Linked DNA regions of Mus musculus: region 1 is linked to region 2. A link is a contact called in public Hi-C data. All regions are on one chromosome and are shown on one strand. Each heading gives the region's core, a stretch centred on a gene start, on an enhancer-like site or on the middle of the called end of the contact. The rest is flanking DNA. Distances are from core to core; before and after follow the strand shown.

Evidence for each region. A called contact is a pair of places that touch in the nucleus more often than the background predicts.
Region 1: a Hi-C map of pancreatic beta cells shows a contact between it and region 2, with 4 times the contacts expected there. The contact joins two enhancer-like sites. A contact is called at or near these places in 5 of 484 Hi-C or Micro-C datasets (B cells, the HL-1 cell line, cortical glia and 2 more), 6 of 115 datasets of contacts at active chromatin or transcription factors (embryonic stem cells, extraembryonic endoderm stem cells, kidney and 3 more) and 2 of 9 other capture datasets (adipose tissue and pancreatic islet).

The regions. Positions count from the first base shown.
Region 1 is chr3:41,578,645-41,585,684 of GRCm38.p6, reverse strand. Jade1 (jade family PHD finger 1) reads right to left here. Exons shown (of 11, transcript NM_001130184.1): 2 at 4,413-4,490. The coding sequence starts at 4,464. Among named protein-coding and RNA genes, the nearest start is that of Jade1, 26 kb to the right of the region's middle. Within about 2 kb of position 5,339, at least 110 of the 459 cell types and tissues checked have an H3K27ac peak or open chromatin away from gene starts, as enhancers often do. A contact at or near this core is called in B cells, cortical glia, microglia and 3 more, where this site is marked.
Region 2 is chr3:41,407,869-41,414,605 of GRCm38.p6, reverse strand. No RefSeq gene overlaps it. Among named protein-coding and RNA genes, the nearest start is that of Gm25487, 30 kb to the left of the region's middle. Within about 2 kb of position 5,260, at least 250 of the 459 cell types and tissues checked have an H3K27ac peak or open chromatin away from gene starts, as enhancers often do. A contact at or near this core is called in B cells, cortical glia, microglia and 3 more, where this site is marked.

The DNA.
Region 1 (7,040 bases), core at 4,090-6,589, 170 kb before region 2:
GGGTGATGTAGCGAGATCCAGCCTCAAAAAAACCTAGTAGCAGGAATAGTAATTACTTACATTCCTCATTAATTAAATTATAGCATAAAATACTTTTTTAGCAAGAGGAGTGTCAAATGGGAAGTGAGCGGTCTCAATGTCTAAGTAACTCATGCTATAGCAAAGACCAGCATCTGCCAAAAATTGTATGGTGACAACGTGGAGCCAGTATTCCTCTTTGTGACATCTGAGGGCAAACGGTACCATCAGGAACCACACCCATCATCACAGCACTTGGGGGTGGAGTCAAGAGAGTCAGGAGTTCAAGATCACCCACCACTAGACATAATTTGGGAACCCTGTCTCAAAATAAAGATACAGGAAGTACACTAACTTTTGTTCCCACCTCTTGCATTCAGCAGAGGAGTGGCGATCTTGGCAATAATGTCTAAAACAATGGCCATTCACAAGTAAGAATGTTACCTAAAGCTAAGTCCTTTCTACTGACAAATTTGACTTAAAATGTCTTATGTATACAGTACTCAAGTAAGAATAGTTTTGTTGGGCTAACAAGATGACTCAGCAGGTAAGAGCACTGACTGCTCTGCCTAAGGTCCTGAGTTCAAATCTCAGCAACCACATGATGGCTCACAACCACCCATAATGAGATCTGACGCCCTCTTCTGGTGCGTCTGAAGTCAGCTACAGTGTACTTATGTAAAATAATAAATAAATCTTTGGGCTGGAGCAAGCAGGGACTGAGTGAGCAGGGTTGACTGGAGTAGAGGTTCTAAAAATTTCGATTCCCAACAACCACATGAAGGCTCACAACCATCTGTAAAGCTTCAGTGTACTCACATACATAAAATAAATAAATAGGTCTTTGAAAATAAAAGAATAGTTTTGTTAAACTATCTCAAACACTGAAAAGAATGAAGGAAAAAGAGGTGGTGGTGGTGGTGGTGGTGGTGGTGGTTGTTGTTGTTGTTTTACTTCCATGAGGACAGATACAACAGCAGGCAGCGGGTCCCGGCTATGCAAGCACTAAGCCTCTCCCAGCCACCCCAGAGGTGACTCTCCATGTCTGAGACATGCTTCTGCTCTTAGAACTAAAAAATCTTACTATGTAACACAAGGCCAGCAGTGCTGAGTGCCATGGACCAGTGTCACAACATCAGGATGCACACGTAACACATTGCCCTGGGCAAATAAAGTAATACCACATAAATCCCCAACTGGGATTACACAGACAGCACATGACAACCCGGTGTGTACCCTGGGAAGGAGCCTCCATCTGCCTCAGCTCTTGCAGCCTTGCTCGGCCAGCCTCTATGGTCCAACTCACTCCACCTTCTGAAAAGCATATGGTTTGACAGTATTCCTTAAATACTATTTAGTTTTTCTCACTTTTATAGGGAAAGTATGTAAGGATATAGATCAGAGCTATAATTAGCCTCAGACAACCAATAATATTCCTGCCCTAAAAGGGATGTTTTATCCCAATAAGTCTCTGCAGAGAAAATGAAACCTTTGGAAATAATGAAACTAACTGGTGGACCCTCTTCTCACATTTTGCTGGGTGGAAAAAAGTGGGACTTAAGGGCCTACCTTCACACCCAGGCATAGGGTCTAACTTCAGAGTCGGGCTAGGCTACCCAGTCCCCAGAGCCTAGCAATTCCAGACACTGCCTAAAAACTCCCTATCAGTATTTCGCCCAACTGCAGGGATGGGCCTCCAGGGCAGCTGGAGAAAGACCAACAACAGTGCCGTCAGCAGATGAGGGCTGGCACCTGGCACAGAAAAGGCCCATCCATCCCCAACTGTAAATACCACACTGTTGTTCCCCTGGGCCAGGCCAGAAAACAAAGCAATGGGCTACAGACTCAGAAGCCAGAAGCAGCAGGCCCCAGCTATTCCTGTAGCTGGTGCGGTGGCCCCATGCTGACGTCTGCAGCTGCCTCTCTTCCACCTGGACATGCTGCCAAAATCCCATCAGGCCTGTAAGCTGGAGAGGCTGAGAGGTGGCCACTGCACAGCCCTAGCCCCTGTTGTAAGCAAGACTCAGGACATGGAAAGCTATCACAGGTGGCCCTCGCTGCATGGGCGAAAAGATGCCACTCCACCCACAAACCGAAATAATACAGGGAGGGGTCCCAATGCAGTTACAATGAACTAGCTGCTAGGGGAGAAGGCGAGAAGAGTCCTCAGCGCGCAGCCTGCAGACACAACGTCCGAGGCCTGGCATTCAGTCACAGCTACCTGCTCTTCACCACCAACATTCACCATAATTATCAAGTCAATAAGCCTGACCAGTCAGACATCAAACAGGACCATCCACCATATGTTCTATACTGAACCGACTGCATGGCAAAACTACAGATGACCGTCTGGCAACTGTCACTCTTATCCCCCCGCAACTACCATCAGAGCGCAGCCAAGCGCTATCTGTGCATGGTGGCGCTCCAGCCTAACCTTCCAGATGAACAGACTGAACTGAGTAGGAAAAAAATGGCCCCTCACAGTAAAGGTTATTCTGGATGGAGACTGTGTGTGTGTGTGTGTGTGTGTGTGTGTGTGTGTGTGTGTGTGCGCGTGCGCGTGTGTGCGCGTGTGTGCGCGTGCGCGCGTGTGTACAAGCACATGTGTGGAGGTCAGAGGGCAGACAACTTGCAGGAATGGGGTCCATCGGGGTCTGAGTGATAGGACTCGGGTTGCCAGCTTTGGCAACAAGAGCCTCAATACACTCTGCCAGCTCTGGACACACTTGCTGTGGGCACTTTCTGAATTTAAAAGTCCAACTTTAAAAAAAAAAAAAGGGCAGGAAAAATTGCATACAGAAGTAAACAGGGGCGATTGAGGACACTTTGACAGACAGGTGTCACCAACAGTCAAAGAGAAAATAGCAAGCTCTTGCCAGAGAAGTAAAAAGCGGGAGCCTCACACCCAACTTGGTGTCCCAAGCTCCCGCTGTCTGCAGCTCAGCGTTCTGGCAACCTCAGATTTTCACAATGTAGCTGAGAACCAGGAGTTCGTTGGCTTCCAGGCAGTCAAAATAAATGTATATACTGCCTGCATGTATACTGGGAGCCTCAACAGCCTCCCAGGAAGTAAGAAAGAACTCTGCTTTGGAGAGAACTTCCTCCTCCTACTTCCCGCTTCCCGCTTCCTCCCTCACAGCTCCCTTGCCTGGTCCAGATGTCAACTCTCCAGTTTCTCAAACATCTATCAGATCTGGCCTTGGCTTCCCCTCCTCCCACACACCACCATCACCCTCCCCCTGCCCCACCCCTTTGTTCCCCTCCCATCATTCTCGTTCCATACCCACTGCTCCTTGCCTTCAACAGCAACGGCCACAGTTCAGCCAGACAGCCCAAATCCACACCACAGTTTCAAATTTGTGGACCTTCCACCTTCTGCGTGGCTGGCCTCGAAGCCCCCACGGCAGCATATCCATGCTTGTGTTGACTACCTGAGATGCCAGGCGTTCAAACAACCCTGCCTACCCAAAGCTTTTTATCCCTGGGACCCACCCAAAAAGCTGCCTCCTCCCTAGGCCTTCCCAAACCGCCTCTTTTGAGTTGCTAAGTTGCTACCTATCATTTCTAAAGCACATAGAAAGAGCTGTATAACTGCCCTGGTAACATCACATCAGGGCAGATCCTAATGTCTGAGGCAACGTGCCTAGAAAGCAGGCCAGGTCGCTTTCCCACCTCACAGTACAGCAAGCTTCCTTTCCAGGCTTCCAGAGTTTAATGTGCAATGTCAAACCTAAGCTAACAGGCTGCAGTTGCAGGCACTGAGCTAGGTACCGTCTGAAGGGAGCGCCTCTCTCAACAGTCTGTTAGCTCCTCAACAGACACTGTGTGACATTTATTTTGACTGCCTGGAAGCCAACGAACTCCTGGTTCTCAGCTACACTGAAAATCTGAGGTTGCCAGAAAGCTGAGCTGCAGACAGTGGCGGTATCACTCCATCCTGTGACAGCAGGAAAGGTTAGGGACTCATGTGCCTGGACTTGGTACCCTCACGTCACGCTGGGCAGCCCTTCATTCTGCCCTCGGAGCCCCGGCAGGCTCAGCCAGTTAATCATTACCTGGCTTTGATTAAGTCTCCTCTTCATAGAGAGCAATGCGAGGTACCATAAATGCTGTTTAATGAAAACAGACACACCAGTGGCTCTTGGAACTAAATTCTTCTCCCTGGATAACACACAGGAAGCCTGCAGAAGGCCTGCCTGCAGTCAACCTTACCGGGAAAGATCTGCTTCCAGCCCTGCAGTAGCACACTCAGATGTCTTTCTCCAGGCCTTGCCTTTCTCTGACCTGCCTGATATGCAAAGGGCCTCGACTATTTAGAGCATTATACTATAAAATCATGTTTTCACACTGACCCAAGCCCCGGTAGGCTCCAAGAACAACAAAGCAGGACTTACTGCCATTGTCGTCAGAATCCTCACTGCTGCTGGGAAGGCGACCTCGTTTCATGATCTCCCCGGGAGACAGCAGGCAGCCTGCAAAGCAATGAGACAGCACTTAACCCAAGATGGGAACACGCGATCATCAACTTGTGCTTCAGATGGCAGCCAGGATGCTGCAAACAAAAGCAAACACGGGCCTCAAGTAGCATTTGAATTGCAAACAGTGAAAAGACCAAAGGCACATAATTAGCTGAAATCATTAACAGAGCAGGTTAAGAGTGGGGGGGGGGTGAGTGGTAAAGTCACATGTGGGCAGGTCTCCCAGGTGCCACCCTTCCCTCCAGTTCCCAGACACCACTACAACTACTCCAGGAGTCTCGTCAGCCCCGGCAGCCAGCACTACAGAAAACAATCCTCCAGCAGTGAGCTCCCTCAGACAGATCCATGCTCTGTGCTTGTTGGGGGGCAGGGATGGGGCTGTGCCTACTGCTGTGTTTACAATGCTGCACTGGCATGATCAGGCTTCCTTGGCAAGGCCTGCTAAAATGAGCCCCAAATTTTGCCAAAATGAGCTATGCAACAAGCTGCAGCTCTAGAATGAACCAGTGGGGTGATGGGAAGACACCCATCTTCATCTGCCTTCCCCAACCCCTCAGAGGAACCACAGGCTTCAGGAACCCCGATCCGGACCCCTTCCTTTGCTCCTTACAGCAACCCATCCAAGGTCGTACTAGTCGGGGAAACCCCACTCCTTATTACCCAAATCCTTTCAGGACAAGTATGAACTAATTAATAATCAGTGGTACAACAGCCTAGCCTACCTGGCCAGTCCTTCAGCTCACCTCAGTTCAGAAAACCACTGCCTTCATGAAACAGAACAGTGGGCCAAGACTACACAGACAGTTACAGAAGAACTTGGACAGAACTATATCAACAGTGTTCCAACAAGTCACAAAAGCTTCTCTACACTAAAATTATTGATTGCCTTGACGTCTGTGGGACCACAACCTTCCTGCCAGGTCAATGACTCCCAAAGAAAAGGGAGAGCTTTTCAGGGCAGGAGAATGGCAGCGCTTCACCGCCCCATCCAACCAAGGCTCCTTGCTGGGAATCACCACAAACGTAATGAGGTCTGTTTTGCACAGAGGGGCAGTGTGGAGAGCCACTGCAGTAAAGCAAGGGAGTAATTAAAACCCCAAAGTTCCACTCCGGACAGACCTGCAAAAGGGAAGTCAAAAGAGGCAGAAAACACCAGACCATAGAGGAACAAAACATGCCACTTGGGCCTAAAGGTTATTTTGAGTTGCCTTCTTCCTGCCTGATCATAAGTTTACCTTTTGTAAAGGAAATTTCCACTTAGGTGCCCCACAAAAACAGCTCTTATTCATCCCCAATCCTCAATTACCATTAATCTCATACATACTTCAAGGTCCTCTTCCCTCAAACCTAACCCCTCCTCTTGTCGAGGTCCTCTCACAATGTACTGCCCTTTTTAAAGAGCAGCACGAGGGGCTAGAGAGAAGCGCTGTGGTAAGGTAGCTCTTGCACAGCACCAGAGCTCAGCTACCTGAACCCACTGCGCGCCCCCCCCCGCACCCCCCACTATGTTCTGTAACTCTGTCCAGCCTCTGTGGTACTGACATTCCCGTGCTCATACCAACCCAGACACATAATTAAAAATAGACCTTTCAAAAATACAACAGTTTACTAACTCCATATCTAATGCTGCTGGGGTGCTTCTCACTCTTTTAATGTGACACAAACCACACACACACACACACACACACACACACACACACACACTGATGTTTATATACCTCTGTTCCTGAATCGTTGACAACGGATAGTAAGTTTCCCCTTTTGGAACAGACCCACAGGATTCATTCAGGAATTCAGGCTCCTGGACTTTAAGTGCAATATTTTATATGTTCCTCCAGAGAAACTCACTCAATTAAAAAGTTTGTGGGCTTTTTTGTTTACCAACTGATTTTCTAAGATCACTGGAAGGAGACTGACTGTAGAGATGGTTTGGTTGGTAAAGTGCTTGTAACCTCGTGTGAGGACCTGATGTCCACACCCACAGCCCACATAAAAAGGCAGGGTTCCCAGAAAGCAGGTAGAGGCAGAAGGACCCATAGGACTCCCTGGAAGGTAGACCAGACTAACCTAACCAGTAAGGCCCAGACCAGTCAGTGAGAGACCCTGTCTCCTAAGGCACACATGCACAGCCACACATGCAGTAAAGGAATGCCCTGTAATTACCAGGCGTCCACACGGAATCAAAAGCCCCCTTCAGATAGACACCCTGTGAGCTACAGCTTCATTCACAGAATGGGCAGCCACAGTCCTAAGATCCACCCATTCATTCTTCCCAGAAAGGACTCTCACCTGTAACTCTGGTCCATCTAACAAGCAGTCTACACTCTGACCACTTACGTCCATAACGTCCACGACTGACACACACCTGTGACCCTCTTCCGCTTGTAATGGCTCTCTTCCCTGCCATCCCTGTGCTTGAAGCACCAACTGCTGACAGCTTTACTCTCTGCCAGCCTTTGAGGGCCATCCCTGCTCCCCAGGGGCACAGAGAGAGGACACACCTCTCCTCACAGCAGCTTCAGCTCTCTGGAGCCTGAGTTAGAG
Region 2 (6,737 bases), core at 4,011-6,510:
CGGCTTCTTCCATGTGTTTGTAAAACGCTAGGACAGTATCAACCTCTGCTTCTTCCTCTCCCTTCCTGAATTCCTTTGTCCTTTCCCTTCCTTCCACCACTTCTCAGTTCTTTACACCTCACCTCACGACCAACGACAGAAAAAAGAAAAACAGCATGCAAGCAAAGGAACGTGTTTCCTGACAGGAGGGAGAAGTACAGCACACGCTTACTCGCTTTACCTATCAGAAACCCTACATCTTGGTCAAGGTCACCATGTTAATCTGCAAGGGCTGCCACAGCCAAGCGCTGCTGTGTGACTTTAACAACAGATTGTCTTAGGATTCTGGAGGCTAGAAGGCTAAGATTAAAGATGTAAAGAAAGCCCAGAGTCTGAAGAGATAACTCATTGGTAAAGTGTCTGTCAGCTAACTGTGAGGACCTGGCTTCAGAGCCCCAGAACCCACATTAAAAATCCAGGTGTGGTTGTGCATGTCTGTAGTGATGATGTAACCAAGGGAGACAGAGACAGATGGATCCTGGAGCTCTCTGGACAGATGGTCTAGCTAACAAGTGAGCTCCGGGTTCAACATTTCAGCCCTAGATGAAGAGCTACATGTGGCCAGTGGCTTCTAAGAGAAGAACAATCACCTGTCTCCCTCCTTTTCAATAGGTGGTCCAACCCAGTAGTCAGCCATGGACACAAGTACATGTGGGCAAAGGTAAACAGACTCAATAGATTGTAGAGTAGGTTGAACACACACATGTATTCACACATGCACATATGCACACACACACACACACACACACACACACACACACACACACACACACACATAACCATTAAAGAAGACATCATGAATGAAGTGAGTTCAGGAGAGAGGGCACGAAGGAGGAGTTGGAAGATAGACAGAGGAGCTAGCATGTAGATCCAGTGTTGTTCACCTATGAAGCTCTCAAAAACTAAGGAGAAAAGTTGAGGAAGACACATGACATCTACATCTAGCCTCCACATGTCTGTGCATGCCCCACACATGAACACATATACAACATAGTCACATGCACACACAGAGAGTCAAACATTAAAAAAAAAAGTCAATAAGGTTAGTGTCTGAGGCGGCTGCTCTTGTAAGGGTCCATGATTTGAGGAAGAATAACACCCTGGACTCAGGATATAAACTCAAAGAGTGTTTTATTCTGCAGAAGTCCAGCATGCTGGCATCTCCCCATTACCAAGACAGACCCCCCAAGTGAGCTTTAGGCCTAATTTAAAGCACATTAGGGAACTCTGGGATGGGTGACCTCTATGTTAATCTGTTGGGTCCATCTCAAAGGACATTTCATTACCTGGGTGTGGGGGCTGGAACCTTGCTGGGGAGGTCTGGGAACTACTACTGAGGAAGTAGCTGAGGAAAATCTGGAAACTGCTGCTGACCCATTGCCCCTGCCTCAGGCCAGGTGTCTGGGACATTACATTACCTGGGGCTGAAGGCTGGAGCCTAGGGTTTTTCTATTCACCTAGGCTTGCCTGGACTTGCTCAGGTTTAGGCCCTGTCTCCTTAACTGCCAGTTTGAAGTCTGTCATGGAGTCAGCCTAGCCTTCTCCCTCTCTTTAGTGTTGGGCTGGTTATCTGCCTTCCCTGTCCCCATAATCTTCCATTTGTGTGCAAAGGGGTTCTGTGCCTCACTCTGAGTGACCACAGCTTGGCCTCACGCTTCTCCTCAGTTGCCTTCTCAAATGGCTTCGCTGAAAGGCAGAACACAACTTTTGAGAAGAGGAAGCAACCCTGAGCACATCCTCATATTTTCAGAAGTGCTGACCCTGAGGGAATTTGAATTCCTGCCATGTGGCTTCTTTACAGTTTTTTGTTTTTTTTGTTTTTAATATGTGGTTTTGTCCTATTTAACCCTTTGATGGAAATGGTGGTGCATTTTGTTTACATTTTCCATATGAGGAAAAAGCAAACAATTATTATCTGGTCAGCAAAAATGAAATGAAGGCAATTTTCAAAATTCACTGCCTTTTCACTATGAATTTTTTTATTTTTATTTTTTAGAGACAGGGATTCTTTGTATAGTCCTGGCTGTCCTAGAACTTGCTTTGTAGACTAAGCTAGCCTCAAACCCAGATATCTGTGCCTCTGTCTCTGCCTGTCTCTGCCCCTCTGCCCCTCTGCCTCTGCCTCCCAATTGCTGAGATTTAAGGCATACACCACCATGTCCTGACTCAATACGATTTTTATAGTGAATTGATGTGAAAGATCCATAAATAGTTCCAAACTACTTATACATTTGTCAGAGACGTATATGGGGACCATATAGGGACCTTAGTATCACCTTGACTGAATTTTAGTCATCTACAGACAGACCTCTAGTGGCTGTGAAGGTGGTTTTGGAGAGGGTTAGCAGAGAAGTCAAGACCTACCCAGCACTTCCCACAGTCTGGGGTTCCATACTGAATAAAAGGGAAAGAAAGAAGGCAAGATGAGCACCAACGTTCATCTTTCAAATTGTATTTGTGGTGTGTGTGTGTGTGTGTGTGTGTGTGTGTGTGTGTGTGTGCACATGTGCATATCTGTGTCCATTCGTGGAAGTTAGAAGACATCTTGCAGGCGTCAGTTGTCTCCTATGATGTGGACCCTGGGACTTGAACTCAGGTTGTTAGGATTGGCATCAAGCCACTTACCTCTCAAGGTCATCTCCAGCTCACCATTCATGCCCTGTATTAAGCTGCTTTGTCCTCCGACCCACTTTGTGCTCTGACCTCGGTGCATTCTCTGCCATGACAAGCTGTGTATCCTTTAACTGCTAGCCCAAACAAACCCTTGGTTTTTTTGTTTGTTTGTTTGTTTTTGTTTTTGTTTTTGTTTTTTTTTTTTTTTTTTTTTTCGAGACAGAGTTTCTCTTTATAGCTCTGGCTGTCCTGGAGCTCACTTTGTAGACCAGGCTGGCCTCGAACTCAGAAATCCTCCTGCCTCTGCCTCCCGAGTGCTGGGATTAAAGGCGTGTGTCACCACGCCCGGCTTTTTTTTTTTCCTTGTTTTCTTAAGGTGCTTTTTCTCAAGTGTTTGGCTAGAGCAATGGTCTAATGTGGGGATTTGGTTAACTCCCAGGTGAAAATCAGTAAAAAATAAGGCTTTGTAACAGCAATTCTTTGCAGAGTGGGTTTAGAAGCCAGTGCTGGAAGCCAATCTTGGAAGGTGTCACCCTCCATTTTGCCGAGTGTCTCTGATTTTTCTCTTGCAGAACTATTCCATGCACCTCCCTAACTTCATAAACACTGGTACATCTTGTGCTGTGCCCATCACTTTAGGAAGCCATTTGGCCGTTCCGACGGCGGAACTGTGCAAGGTGCCTCCCGAGCTCACGCTCTTCACACTTGGTTTGGTTTTGTTCCCTTGTTGGTTTGAATGTTCCGTCTCAGACAAGAGATGAAATTTCCATTGTTCTCCTGGCTCTTTCGGGAAGTAAACCCAAATCTGTCTTATTGAAGAAAAATCATAATTCCTTTTGCATGAAAAATAAAATCCAGTCTGAGGAAATGCCATAATGACCAAGATAATGGTTTATGTTATCTTTCAAATCAGTTCCAAGGAGAAATTAACCCTCATTATGGTCGAGCTGGTGATAAAGGGCTGACTGATTTCTTGCGTTCTGATGAGTGACTCATTCTTCAATGGTCAGGATAACAATAGTGATGACGGTGGTGGTGTGTCAAAGGGCTGGAGAGAGAGCTCGGTAGGTAAAATACTTCTACGCAAGCCTATTGACTTGAATTCAATGCCCAGAATCCACGGTGGGACGAGGTAACCGACTCCTGAAAGCCATCCTCTGACCTCCACCCATGCAGCACGGCACAAGACTCCTGTACTTGCATTTAAATACAATTATTATAAATGAAATATTTAGGATTCAGTGTATGAGATGACGCCTGCATTAGCTACTCTTTTGTGGCTATAACAAAATACCTGGCAAGAAGCAACTTAAAGAAAGAAGGGTTTTATTCTGGCTCACAGTTGAACAGGTTATCCTTCATCTTGGCTGGAGAGGAGGCTGGCAAGTCGAGTCACACTGCTTCAACCCTCAGGAAGCAGAGAGAGGTGACTGGTAGAATGAAGCTTCTCCTTACTCTTCCACCTATAAAATTCATTACCTTCACCTTTAAAATGGTTCGACCCTCCCGTGGTTAAGGAGGGTCTCCCACCTTAGTTAACTTAATCCTAGATAATCCCTCACAGGTGTGAGGAGAGGCTTGACTCCCCTGTCCTCTCCAGATGACACTCAGTGTCAACAATCAAGACCCCTATTTTGAGAGAGATCAACAAGTAAGGCTGCGGGGACCAATGGTGATTACAGTGACTCTATTACCAAGTACCAAATGCTTTGCTTCGGCTCTTCTCCCGGTTCCATAGATAAGGATTGTATGCAGGGTTGGGGTGGGGAAGCAGTAACTTCACATGACTCTTCCAAAGTCACCCCACAGAAGCAAGGGAGAGAGGGGAATCAATATGGACTGCCGCTAGACTGTCAGACCCAATTCACCCAACGTGTATCAATTTAAAGCCATAAAATCTGGGTAGGAGAAGAGTTTGCCAAAATGACAGGCTGGGTTTTTTAAATCTTCTATATCGTATTTCCTGGCCCAGCTCCTCCAAGAACTGTCCCTGTTCTGAGTTTCCGTATCCTAGAAGGAAGTCCACCTGCCAGAAAGACCGAGCCTTCACCGAGGGTGACTCTCCAAGTGCGTTAAAGGTTATTTATGTAAAAGATCATTGCATTGTGTTTTGGCATGCAAAAATTCCTCTCTCCCCAAGATACAGGAACACCCTCCAGTTATAGATCAAAACAGAAGAAGGTGTCGTTTGGGCTCTCAAACACCCGTTCCCAGCGTCTTTGGTTCAGAAAATAATTTTCTGGTTTTATGTTCCTGTGAGTGCCTCCCTCTGTTGGCTTCTCTGAATCTCAGTGATTCTTGCTTCCACACTCACCAAGGACAACCACCTCAGCATGGGGGTGGGGCAAGCCCACCCAGTCTAAGGAGTGAGGGAGGGGAAGAGCAAGCCACCTGTCACAGGGTGAGAAACTCTCCATCATGCAGAACTTTCCCACACGAGGATCACAGAGGCTCCATCTAGATCCAGGGGACCCACTGGTTGTCAGAGCCTCTATTTGACTCCCACACCCTGCAAAAATCCTCTAGGGCAGCAAGCACAGCAGGACCTGCCTTTAACAACCACCGGGTGTCAGTCAGTGGCTCTCAGGAGTGTGGGCCACACTGCTTAACTCCACCACTGACCTCATTGGGGACAGCTTTGTTTGATTTTCACAGAGCAGAACATGTAGATCTCTCCATCATAAACACACACACACACTCTCCAGAGCACAAATAAACAACCATGTACACTGGTAAATGTGTTTGCATTATTTAACCCAACCAGACGAAAACGAAGCGTGTGAACAGCCCTGCATATAAAGTACCGGGGAGTAACTTGCCTGTAATCTGTCTTGTACAACACAGCCTTTGCCACTCAAGCTACGCACGCGATCCAGACCCTGGAAATGTTCTATTTTTAGATGGGCTTTGTACACTATACTATTGACAAAGAGCGCTGTTAAATCCTCTGAATAGCAGCCAAAAAGTTGGGTGAGAACCCAGAAACCTGCCTCCTAGATCAGCATGCTAATCAAGCCAGAGCGATCTCTAAAGATCCTGTCCTTTTGTCTCAGCAGAAGTGGTCAGCAGAAGCGCAAAGGACACGGGGGCAGGGGTGGGGATGGGGGCGAAGGAGGTGATTATCCGCAGTTGTTTTACTCCTAGATAACAGGTCATTCGCCCACAATTCGGCGGATTTAAGCTGCTCTTTGTCAAAGTCACTTTCAGAAAAGATTTGACTATTTATTTACAAGGGAGGGGGTGTGACGGCAGCAGGTGCGTCATGGAAATCTCAGACGTGGTAGATTCAAAGCTGCTGGGGCCAGGTCACATGACTGCCTGCCTGCATCCTGGCACGCATATACTCCACCCCGACAAGCTTATGTCAGCCTAGCCACGTGGCCACACAGGGAGAACGGGAAGAAAATCTTAGGCAAACTGCCCATAAGAGGTGCGTGGGGAATGAGGCAATAGAGAGAAAAGGTTTGCAATACAGGAGGCGAGGGGAAGCGTTCGACACTGACATTTCTGCAACCACTGAGAAATCTGCCCTTTCCTGAGCTCGCAAGGGGCTAGGGGTAACAGACACCACTAGGCTAATTCTGGATAAAGTGGGCAAAATTATTTTTTATTGGTTAAGCACATTTTTCGCCTATTATTTTTGCTTCCACGCAAATTGCTCACTTTAAAAACTTTACTTTTTAAAAAAATAAATTTTATTTATTAGTGTACATGAAAGCGTGAGTGACTGTGTGTGCATGCGTGCATGTGTGCACAGGCACGAGTGGGCTCACATGTGTGAGCATGGCATCTGTGTGGAGATCAGAGGGCAACTTGTAGGGGGTCATTTCTCCTTTCCACGGGAGAGTTCCAGATGCTGACCTCAGATCATCCAACTTTCACCTACTAGCCACATTGCAGGCCTCAAAACGTCTTGCACTCACTTGTCCATGCGTTGTGACTGGTGTAGTGGGCCGGATGGTCTGAGACCTCCCTGGTGGCATCATACAGTTCCCTGCTTCTGCCAGTTCCTTGTAGGCCTTTTATTACTTTCTTTAAAAAAAAAAAAAAAGCAACAAGTTCTCATTTAGATCAGGCTGACCTCA